2 separate regions of the Mus musculus genome follow, and region 1 is linked to region 2. Evidence: chromatin contacts called from public HiChIP or PLAC-seq data. All regions are on one chromosome and are shown on one strand. Each heading gives the region's core, a stretch centred on a gene start, on an enhancer-like site or on the middle of the called end of the contact. The rest is flanking DNA. Distances are from core to core; before and after follow the strand shown.

What was found. HiChIP or PLAC-seq counts read pairs in DNA pulled down with a chosen protein or histone mark.
Region 1: a contact with region 2 is called in an H3K27ac HiChIP or PLAC-seq map of extraembryonic endoderm stem cells. The contact joins two enhancer-like sites. A contact is called at or near these places in 2 of 484 Hi-C or Micro-C datasets (the G1E-ER4 cell line and pancreatic cancer cells), 1 of 115 datasets of contacts at active chromatin or transcription factors (extraembryonic endoderm stem cells) and 1 of 9 other capture datasets (liver).

Annotation. Positions count from the first base shown.
Region 1 is chr3:94,717,864-94,722,594 of GRCm38.p6, reverse strand. It overlaps the pseudogene Gm15264. Among named protein-coding and RNA genes, the nearest start is that of Selenbp2, 27 kb to the right of the region's middle. Within about 2 kb of position 1,499, at least 5 of the 459 cell types and tissues checked have an H3K27ac peak or open chromatin away from gene starts, as enhancers often do. A contact at or near this core is called in extraembryonic endoderm stem cells, where this site is marked.
Region 2 is chr3:94,612,299-94,617,205 of GRCm38.p6, reverse strand. It overlaps Tuft1 (tuftelin 1), which reads left to right. Exons shown (of 13, transcript NM_011656.3): 10 at 479-584; 11 at 1,353-1,436; 12 at 2,382-2,482; 13 at 3,015-4,453. The coding sequence ends at 3,078. Among named protein-coding and RNA genes, the nearest start is that of Snx27, 32 kb to the right of the region's middle. Within about 2 kb of position 3,190, at least 48 of the 459 cell types and tissues checked have an H3K27ac peak or open chromatin away from gene starts, as enhancers often do. A contact at or near this core is called in extraembryonic endoderm stem cells, where this site is marked.

The sequences.
Region 1 (4,731 bases), core at 250-2,749, 110 kb before region 2:
CAGGCAGGCCTCAAACTCAGAGATCTGCCTGCCTCTGCCTCCCAAGTGCTGGGATTAGAGCCGTGCACCACCACCCCCCGGCCCCTATGCTCTCCTGTGCATCAAATTATATTTATTTATACATTTTTACTTGTTACTTGGTTTTTTGAGACTGGATCTCTCTGTGAAGCCATGACTGTCCTGGAACTCTATGCCGACTGGGTTGGCCTTGAACTTAAAGAGATCTGAAAGACGCTGTCACAAAACATTTTTGACCTTTTCAATCTCATCTATTAATCAACCCACTCTGTCATCTGTTTGGTTGTAATCTCACCTTCCCCAGTCTTTCCCTGCCCCTGCCTGGCTTCTTAGCACTTACTACTGGATTCTGTAGTGCACATCTTATTTGTCTTTTGTGTCCCATGTCTTCTCAACTAGCATGTCAGCACTGCCAGAGGAGGCGATTAATATATCTGGTTTGTACAAGAGAGGTTGGGTTGTCAGCCCCATTGAACACAATTCCTCTGTCTGCAGCCACTGTTAGAACCATGCCAGACTGAGAATAATATGGGTTGGGGAAGTGACCCAAAGGTGTTTCCTTTCCCTACCCTGAATCTCAAGTGCCAGGCCTTCTTCCCCAGGCCAGGAACTGCCTGCAGAAGCTCCGGGAGGATATCAGTAGCAAGCTTGACAGGAGTCCAGGAGACCCTCTGCGTCAGCAGGAGATACAGGTACGTTGGAATGGCGCTGACTCTCAAGACATGGTCAGGAAGGGAGAGTGTATCAGGGATCTGGTTTCCTGAAAATTATCAGAGTTTGTGTTCCCAGTACATAGTCATAGACAGTCAACTATGGATGCAAACTTCTTATAAGTTGATCTTGCTGAACTTGGGTGAACCTAAGTAAAATGGAAGTCTTTTTTTTTAATAAAGATTTTTGTCTGTGTTAATTTCATCTCTCAATCAATCTCTCCCTCTCTCTCTCTCTTTCCCCATCTCTCTCTCCATTGAGATAAGGTCTTTCTGTGTAGCCCTAGCTATCCTAGAACTTACTATGTAAACCATGATGGCTTCTAACACAAAGCGATCCACTAGCCTCTGCCTTTCAAATGCTGGGATTAGAGATGGACACCACCATACCCAGCTAAGATTTATTATTTTCATTTTATATGTATGAACGTTTCCTTGCCCTTGTTTGCATACCATGCATGTGCCTAGTGTCCCAGGAGGCCAAAAGAGTGTTAGGTTCCTGGAACTGACATTAGAGATGGTTATGTGCTGCATATGGGTGCTGGGAACCAAAGTCAGGTCCTCTGCAAGTGTGGCCACCTCCTCAGTCCAAAAGTGGAAATCTTGATCCAGTCCTGCCTCAGCCCTGGACTCCTTAGGGGTTCACCATTCTTCCCCTGTGTCCCTAGCCTGGCCTAGGATGTAGGATGTGGAAGCATCAACAGTGGAGGGACAAACAGTGTATAAATCTAATCTGAGAGGCTAGTGTGGGATTCTAGCTGTTTCAAAGTTCCAGGAAAGGAGTGTTCTCAGAAGTAGGGAATGCCTTGTCGACCTCTCACTTGGGCTCCTGAGATCAGACTTCTGTCTCCTTTGTTTGCCTTTTGGTTTGAGTCAGATGGCCTTTCTCCAGAAGCCTCCTCCCTGTCGGGAAGGGAACAGTGGCCTAGTAGCTGGTGCAGGGTGGGTTCCTTGTTGTCTTGACTGGGTTTCCTGTTGTGACTGTTTCCACCTTTACTTTGCCTTAGCTGAAGCAGCACTGCAGAGGCAGTTGTCACACCTGTCTGGTGAGAGGCACCAGAGTATTGTGTGCAGAGTCAGGCCACAAAGCCCAGGCCTCTTGTTGGCACAGATAGCAGTCGTCGTGTGGTGAGCAGTCTGGCTTTGGGTTAGATAGGATCATAGCAAAAGCTTTCTTTTTGATGGATGCTTGGTCAAAACCTGTCAGGATCCCCACCACAGAGAGCGCAGTGTTTATGGCAGGCAGCAGCTTGTACTCCTGGGAGGGACGAGTCTCACACGGTTTCCAGTCCACTGCAGGCATTAGCCTGAGGTCTGTTTCGTCCACCCCACAGGTTATAGTTCCCTCAAGGCCATTTTCCGACCCTCTACTTTCTGTTTTCTCGTGGAGCAGTGGAAATCTGTCTCCCTCCCTTGCTCCTCTCCTCTCTTCTGTTTGTCTCCATTCCACCCTTTTCCTGCTTCCCACTTCTTCCCTCCTTTTCCCCCCCTCTCTCTTTCCCTATAAGATTAAAAAATGTTTTCACCTTTATTTTGCATGTGAGCCAGCACACATGTAAATGTGTATGTGCATGCACTTATGCCACAACACACATGTGGATGTCAAGGGACAACTTGTGGGAGTTCTGGGGATTGAACTCAGATTGTCAGATTTGGTGGCAAGTGCCTCTGGGCCATCTCGCTGGTTTGTACCATTTGACGTCTTAGAAATATAATGCTTCAAAATTCTTTGCTTGGTTAAATTGTTTTTAACTCCTGATTTTATTTTCTTTTAACAGGTGGTACTAGAAAAGCCAAATGGCTTTAGTCAGAGTCCCATGACTCTCTACAGTAGCCCACCTGAGGTAGGTAACAGGGCTGGCCATCCCACCTCATACTTATTTGGTATAAAAAGTAAACAACAAAGACAAAAAAGGCAAAAATACCCTAAGCTAACTGCTTAGAAGCAACGACTGTTGGTAGGGGGGGTCCTCCTACAGCATCATCTCTGATTGGCTGCTCCTTGGATGAACAATGAAAGCTTTAAAGGAGTTGATGCCTTGGTCCTCTCCCAGGAGATGAGGACAACTGTTCTGAGGTGTGGTCTGAGCAGGAGGACTTTATTTTAATGTTCATGAGTATTTTTCGAGTGTGCCACATTTATGTCCCACAGAGGGTCGAAGAGGTTGTTTGATCTCCTGGAACTAGTGTCTCAGACAGATGTGAACCATTATGTAAATGCTGGGAGCTGAACTTGGATCCTCCTTGGTGGGGACAGGAGGTGTGGCAGGAATAACTCTTAACTGCTAAGCCATCTCTCCAGCCTAGCATCAGGTGGAAAGCAGAGGTGGGATTCCTGGAGTAAACTCGCTAGCAAGGATAGTGGTATTGGTAAGGTAAGCTCTGTGTTGGATTGGGAGATCCTGTCTCAGAAAGTGGAAGAGTTGGTGAAGGATTTGTGACATCAGCCTCAGACCTCCATGCATGTGCACACAGGTGCACAAACACACCCTCATATATGCGAACACACATCTCCTCTCTCTTTCCCTCTCCCTCCTCCCTACCCCCTCGCTGACATACACACACACACACATACACACACACACTCACACTTGCCTAAGTTGGGTGGGGGGACAACCTGCTGTTTTTGGTTTTTTGAGATAAAGTCTATGAAGCCCCGGCTATCCTGAAACTAGATTGTAGACGAGGCTGTTGTCAAACTCACTGAGCTCTGCCTGTCTCTACCTTCCAAGGGCTGGGATTAAAGGCGTGAAGCCTGTGCCGCTGCACCTGGTTGGGGTTTTGAATCTCGGGCCTTTGTGTACTTGGAGCAGACACTTCACCACAGAGCTGCATGAACAGCTCAAAAAGTGGGGAGAAAGCCGGGCATGGTGGTGCATGCCTTTAATCCCAGCCGTGAGTGGGCAGAGGCAGGCGGATTTCTGAGTTCGAGGCCAGCCTGGTCTACAAAGTGAGTTCCAGGACAGCCAGGGCTACACAGAGAAACCCTGTCTCGAAACAAAACAAAACAAAACAAAACAAGGAAACAAACGAAAAAAGCTGGGAGAAAAGTTCCCTTCTACATCCTAACCAGCCACAAATGATCTGGTTTCTCTGTATCTTACCAGTTTATTTCCTCCTCTTCTCCTCCTCCCCCCTCCTTCTCACCATCCTCACTTTGGTGCTGAAAATTGAAGCTGTCCTATGGTTGTAAATGCACTCCATCACTGAGAGATTGTCATGGAGTTTGAGATCACCGGGAAACAATCACACCAGACTCAATTCAGATTATAATTTGCCAGATTTATTAAAGCTGCCAGCAGGTTGCAGTCTCTAATCCAATTCAGAGTTGTGCTGCCCAGAGCAGGGTAAGGAGAAAATCACAATTACTTCATTTCTGAAGAATTCCAGCTATGTGAGGAACTGCCTTACTCTCTGTCCCCTGCACAGAGATAAGTGAGTTTACAGAAGCCAGAGCAAACAGTTAATCATTTTACAACAGACACACAATTCTGAGAAGGGGCAGGGAGTCAGGGAATTTATCTGTTAGGAATTTAGAATGTGTGCCTAGCACAAAATGGAGTTTTCCTTAGCCATTACCTATACCTCTAGTTTTATTTTTATATTTTTTAGTTAAGCCATCCTAATAAGAGTGTAGTGATAGCACATTTTGAGGTGTGTGTATTATTATTTTTATTATTATTATTATGCCGCAGCAGTGTGCAGCCCAGGCCACCTGCAGCTCACAGTCCTCCTGCATCAGCTTCCCAAGTGCTGGGAATAGCAGGTGTGTGCTATGAACCCTGGCTTGATTTTCTATGGCCGAGTTGTAAATTTTCAATTTTCTGTGCATTTTATTTAGATGCATGTCTTTTCTCACATATTTCATAAATACTTGAAATATAACCCCAGATGTCTTAAGCAGTTTCCTTCCTTTCTGCCATGACAGGTGCTCCAAGGTTTGTCCTGTTGACTGGGACACACGCAGTCTGATGAGTTGCTTTGATTGTCCTAGGCATAACTG
Region 2 (4,907 bases), core at 1,941-4,440:
AAAGAAAAGAAAGCCAGGCAGTGGTGGTGTACACCTTTAATCCCAGCATTCAGGAGGTAGAGGCAGAGGCAGGTAAATCTCTTAAGTTCGAAGCCATCCTGATCTACAGAGCAAGTTCCAGGACAGCCAGAGCTACACAGAGAACCCTGTCTCAAAACCAACCAACCAAACAAACAAACAAATAAAAAACCGCCCTGCCCTTGGCAAGGCATGATGGTACCTGTCTGCCATGGAGCAACTGAGGAGGCTGAGGCAAGACAATGCCTTTGAATTGGGGCTACCACCTAAAACGAAAAAGCCGGCAAAACAAACAAATTATGCTGCCCCCTAGTGGCATGCAGATGACTTACCCTGCCTCTTGTCAGTGATGCTTTAAAGTGCCTGGTAACTTGTTCTTTCGGCAGGCCACTGGAGCACAGGGACTCACTTTTGGTGACAAGTGTGGCCTCACCTCAGCTTCCTGGTCTCTTATCTCCAGGTCTGCTGCTCTAGAAAAGGAAGTGGCTGGGTTTCGGGAGAAGATCCACCACTTGGATGACATGCTGAAGAGCCAGCAGCGGAAAGTTCGGCAGATGATAGAGCAGGTAAAGGGGCACCTGTGTTCACCCCAAGCCTGCACTTCCATCATTTATTCTCCTGGGCAGCTGAATTTAAAACAGGTGGCCCCATGAGCATCAAGGCTGCTGGCCCTCGAGTTTAGGTCTTGCTCTTCCACAGTTATTCCCTAACATGGATTTTGCATTGAGTTTCTGCTTTCCCAGTGGTCTCACTTACACTCTAAACCTTTTTGGTAAATGAGTGAGGGAGTCATAATAACTTCAGTTATCTGTGAGGATGAAGGAGGGTTCGTGCTTCCTGCAGATCTCCTGACTAACTGTTCTGCCTGAGCATCAGAGTAGCATGTTTGGGATAGGCCCAGTTGCAAAACTGATTTGAGACCCTAAGGTTTCCCTCCCCAAACAAGGAGGAGGTCATTTCCTCCCTTCGTGTCCGCCCCCTTTACGTGTGCCATATTTACTGCCATTTCTCATTGTCTAGAACAGTATTTGTGATGTGGTAAGCACTCAGTAAATGTTCCCTAGACAAATGAATAAATAATTTACACTATTCAGAACCAAAGGTTTTGTATCCGTTATTATGTACTTTGGCTTTGAGCCTGGCATTCCCTCTCCTCCTCCTGCGTCTGGATTCTTTAGTGATGAAAAGAAAGGATTTGTAGAAACACCAGTGAAACTGTGAGAGGGGTGGAACTGCCCTTTTAGCTCTGCTGGCTGTCTTATAACTGCGGTAGTGTTGGCAAGTGTGTGGCTAGTGTCTGCAAAATGAATGCCACATCTCTTACATCTTTGCAGCTCCAGAATTCAAAAGCTGTGATCCAGTCAAAGGATGCCACCATTCAAGAGCTCAAGGAGAAAATTGCCTATCTGGAGGCTGAGGTTTGTGTATTGAAAGCCCCAACACAGAACTGGGCTCTGAAGCATAGGCACAGGTGGGGAATTGGTCCTGTCCAGCAGCTAGTTGGAAGGAAGTATCTGGGAGCATTACTCTGTGGTCGTTGAGAGCTTCCAGGGAGAAGATGACAATGGTAAGACCTATCCTTGCCATAAAGGGCAGAGCATCGTGGTGCAAGCCACTACCATGGCACATTTTAACCATATGAGCTTACAGTGGAGCCAGGTTTGAAGGGAGAGGGCACATTCAGTGGTTGGCATCTCCTCATAGCTCTGGTAATGGGTTCAGTTGGCTACCAAGATGACTTCCTAGTCTCATTTCTGCTTTGCTGCAGCTGTTGCCTACCTTCAGATCATGTTGCAAGTCATTGTGTGAAGATCTCTGTAATAAGGGAGACAGATGAGACACAGGGTATTTAGAGAAAATATGGTCTAGAGTTAAAAATAAAACTATCGGGAAAAACTAAGCCAAACCAAAAGTATATGGGCTGGAGAGGTAGCTCAGAGGTTAAGGGCTTGCTGCTCTTCCAGAGGACTTGAGTTTGGTTCCCAGCACCCACATCTGGCTGCCCATAACCACCTATATGACCAGTTCCTGGGCACCTGACACTTCTGGACTCCAAAGACACCTGTATGCATGTGCATACACTTGCACAGACATACATATAAGTAAAAAGTAAAAGTAAAAACAAACAAAACTACAGATATTTTAAAACCTAGGCTGTTGACAAAGGCACATAACTATTTTGACTGAGGACAAGAAGCTGCATACAGGAAATACACGTAGACAGGGAGCCAGACGAGACTGGTGTTGCTTGAGGCAGAGTGTGATCTGTGGCATGCTAGTAGTCACAGGGCTGACAGGAGCATCCATGCCAGTTAAATGTAGCAAGCCAGAGAGACCCACTGTAACCCCCATTCACGTTTCAGAACTTAGAGATGCACGACCGCATGGAGCATCTAATAGAGAAGCAGGTCAGCCACGGAAACTTCAGCACACAGGCCCGTGCCAAGACAGAGAACCTGGGCAGGTAAGTGTGTGTGTGTGGGGGGGGGGGGGGGCAGGAGAACAGGAGAGCCAAGGAGCTTTGTAAAGCCTTCCTTGCCGAGGGAAGGAAGACTTAAACCCAGCTTTCTGCCCCGATTCCCGATCTGAGTTCAACAGTCTACTTTCTAGCCTGGGAGGACCATGCAAGGCTTCTGGAAGTATATGAACTCCTGAAGATTGTATATAACATTTATTTATATATTTCCCTATCACAAATTTATGTATGTGTGTATGTGTACATATATACACACACGCACGCACACACATAATACATATTTCTAGAGAAGGGTCTTTTGTTTTTAAGAGATTCACAAGAAGGCCTTAAATCTTGTAGGGAAAACCCAAGAATCTCAGCTATGTTCACCTCTCAGTTGTGTAACTACTATCTTTATCACCCTTGACACCTCAGGAGATAAGTCAGCGCTGCAGTGTAGTATTCCAGAGGTACCACAGAGGGGAGGCTCAGTGAAGCCGGGCACAGCAGCTGCTCTCAGCATTTATTCCTTTCTCTCCAGTGTCAGGATATCGAAGCCCCCCAGCCCCAAGCCTATGCCTCTCATCCGGGTGGTGGAAACCTGAGCTGCCAGGAGATGGACGTTGCCGTTGCAGTTGCCTCAGTCCTGCAGAGAAGCCCTCCTCCCTTGTAGGCGGTTGATACTGACTGACTTCCTGACTACCCTGGTAGCCGCAGGTCCTGGGCTCTTGCCCCAGGCTCTGCTTGCTGGCAGATGGGTCCGGAGCGCCTGTCTCCTCAGGACACTGCAGACCTTGGGAAGACAGTCTCCTGCTAGCAGGAACGAAGCAATACCCTTATTCTCAGTTAGTGTTTTCTCCACATAACAGAGCTTCCCTGCTGTGTGCACTGGAATCTAGCTGCCCAAAAGCCAGGCCCTTGGTAAGTCCAGAGAAGTGACAAAATTTGTCTCAGCCCAAAAAGCTAGAAGCCCAGATGCGCAGAGTGACTGGAGCGTGTCCTGGGGGAGTGACGTTCCTTCTGCAAACACAGCTCAGTTCTTAGCAACAAACTGTTTGTTTTCCGCTTGACTCCACCCTTGTGCCATGCTGACCAGGGCCTTTTCCAGACAGCCAATGGGGGATATAGTTGGCCAGGCCTGGTCTTAGCCAGGGAACCTGGCCTACTAGATAGCCTTGCCTTTTGGGGACACAGGAATGTCCATTCAGGCTGCAGTTTTGGGTAGGAAGATTCTCTGGGGCTATGAATAGTTCATGGAAGCTCCCCGTCTGTGGGTTTTCCCCTGCGGTGTCCTGAGAGGCACACCTTAGCCTCCCTAACCCAGAACTGAGAACTGTCTTCTCTGTCAGTCTCAGCAAAACTGCTACTGTATTTATTTTGCTAAGTTATTGCTGGTTTTGCTTATATCTCATAATTGATTTAGTACCAGTGTTCTGCAGCTTTCTGCCGAGGTATTTAGGTTTACCTGGACATGGGGAAAGTATCCTGGTTGGCCTCGTTGGTTTCACAGTGTCATACTAACTCCCCATGCCATCCCTCTAGCTGCTGCTTTTCCTTTCTTTCCCTAGAGTCTACCTGTATCTCAGGAGGCTCATGTCTGTCCCAGAGTGTGTGCTGTCTGGGGAATAGGGCAGTGGGGACTGTTTGGGAGGAAACAGAGGTTCTTCTAATCTCTCTGAACACTTCCACCCATAACAACCTCTATCCCAGCCCTGAATGACCCTGCAGCTCATCGTGTTCGCTATAGTGTGGTCTAGTAGCCTCATGAGTGTTCTACTTGGCTCACAACCAGAAGCCTTAAGTCTTGTGTGTTTCTGTGTCAGGACTAGACCCAGATCCTGGCTTTGTCTGTACAGTGTCCTGAGACTTCAGGCAGAACGAGTGGGTTGTACATAATCTCCGTGCCCCTTCAAATTCTTTTCCTGTCTGTGACATAGTCTTTGTATGGCAACTTTAATAAATTATGCTAACATCTCTTTGCCCCGTGGGTCTTTTACTTCTTGGGGAGAATGAGAGCACATGATACACTGTCTCTCAGAGGTAGCATCCTGTGGTCAGCATGTGAGCAGTGAATTACAACTCTCTGATTTTGATGGGTAGGTGATTGTGGTATTCAGAAAAGTTACCAGCCATCAGGCCCTGTGGTCTAACCCAAGCTTTGACCCTGTCTAGGAACCCTGTGTTTGGCCACAGTGTGTCCTGATTTGGTTATAGGTCCTAAGACTGCATGGAGGGACAGCAGTCACAGGAGAGGCACGTGAGCAGCTCACATCCTTTGCAGAAGTGAAAAGCTCTGGGAAATGCTGACTGCAACTCTTCAAGGGTTTGGTGGTTTCTGGAAGTCTCTGTTAGTACAGTGGCTTTTCTTTTCATCCCTTTCTGCCAGGAAGCTAGTGGGCTACAGAGCCAAACAAGACATAGGTGAATTTACACA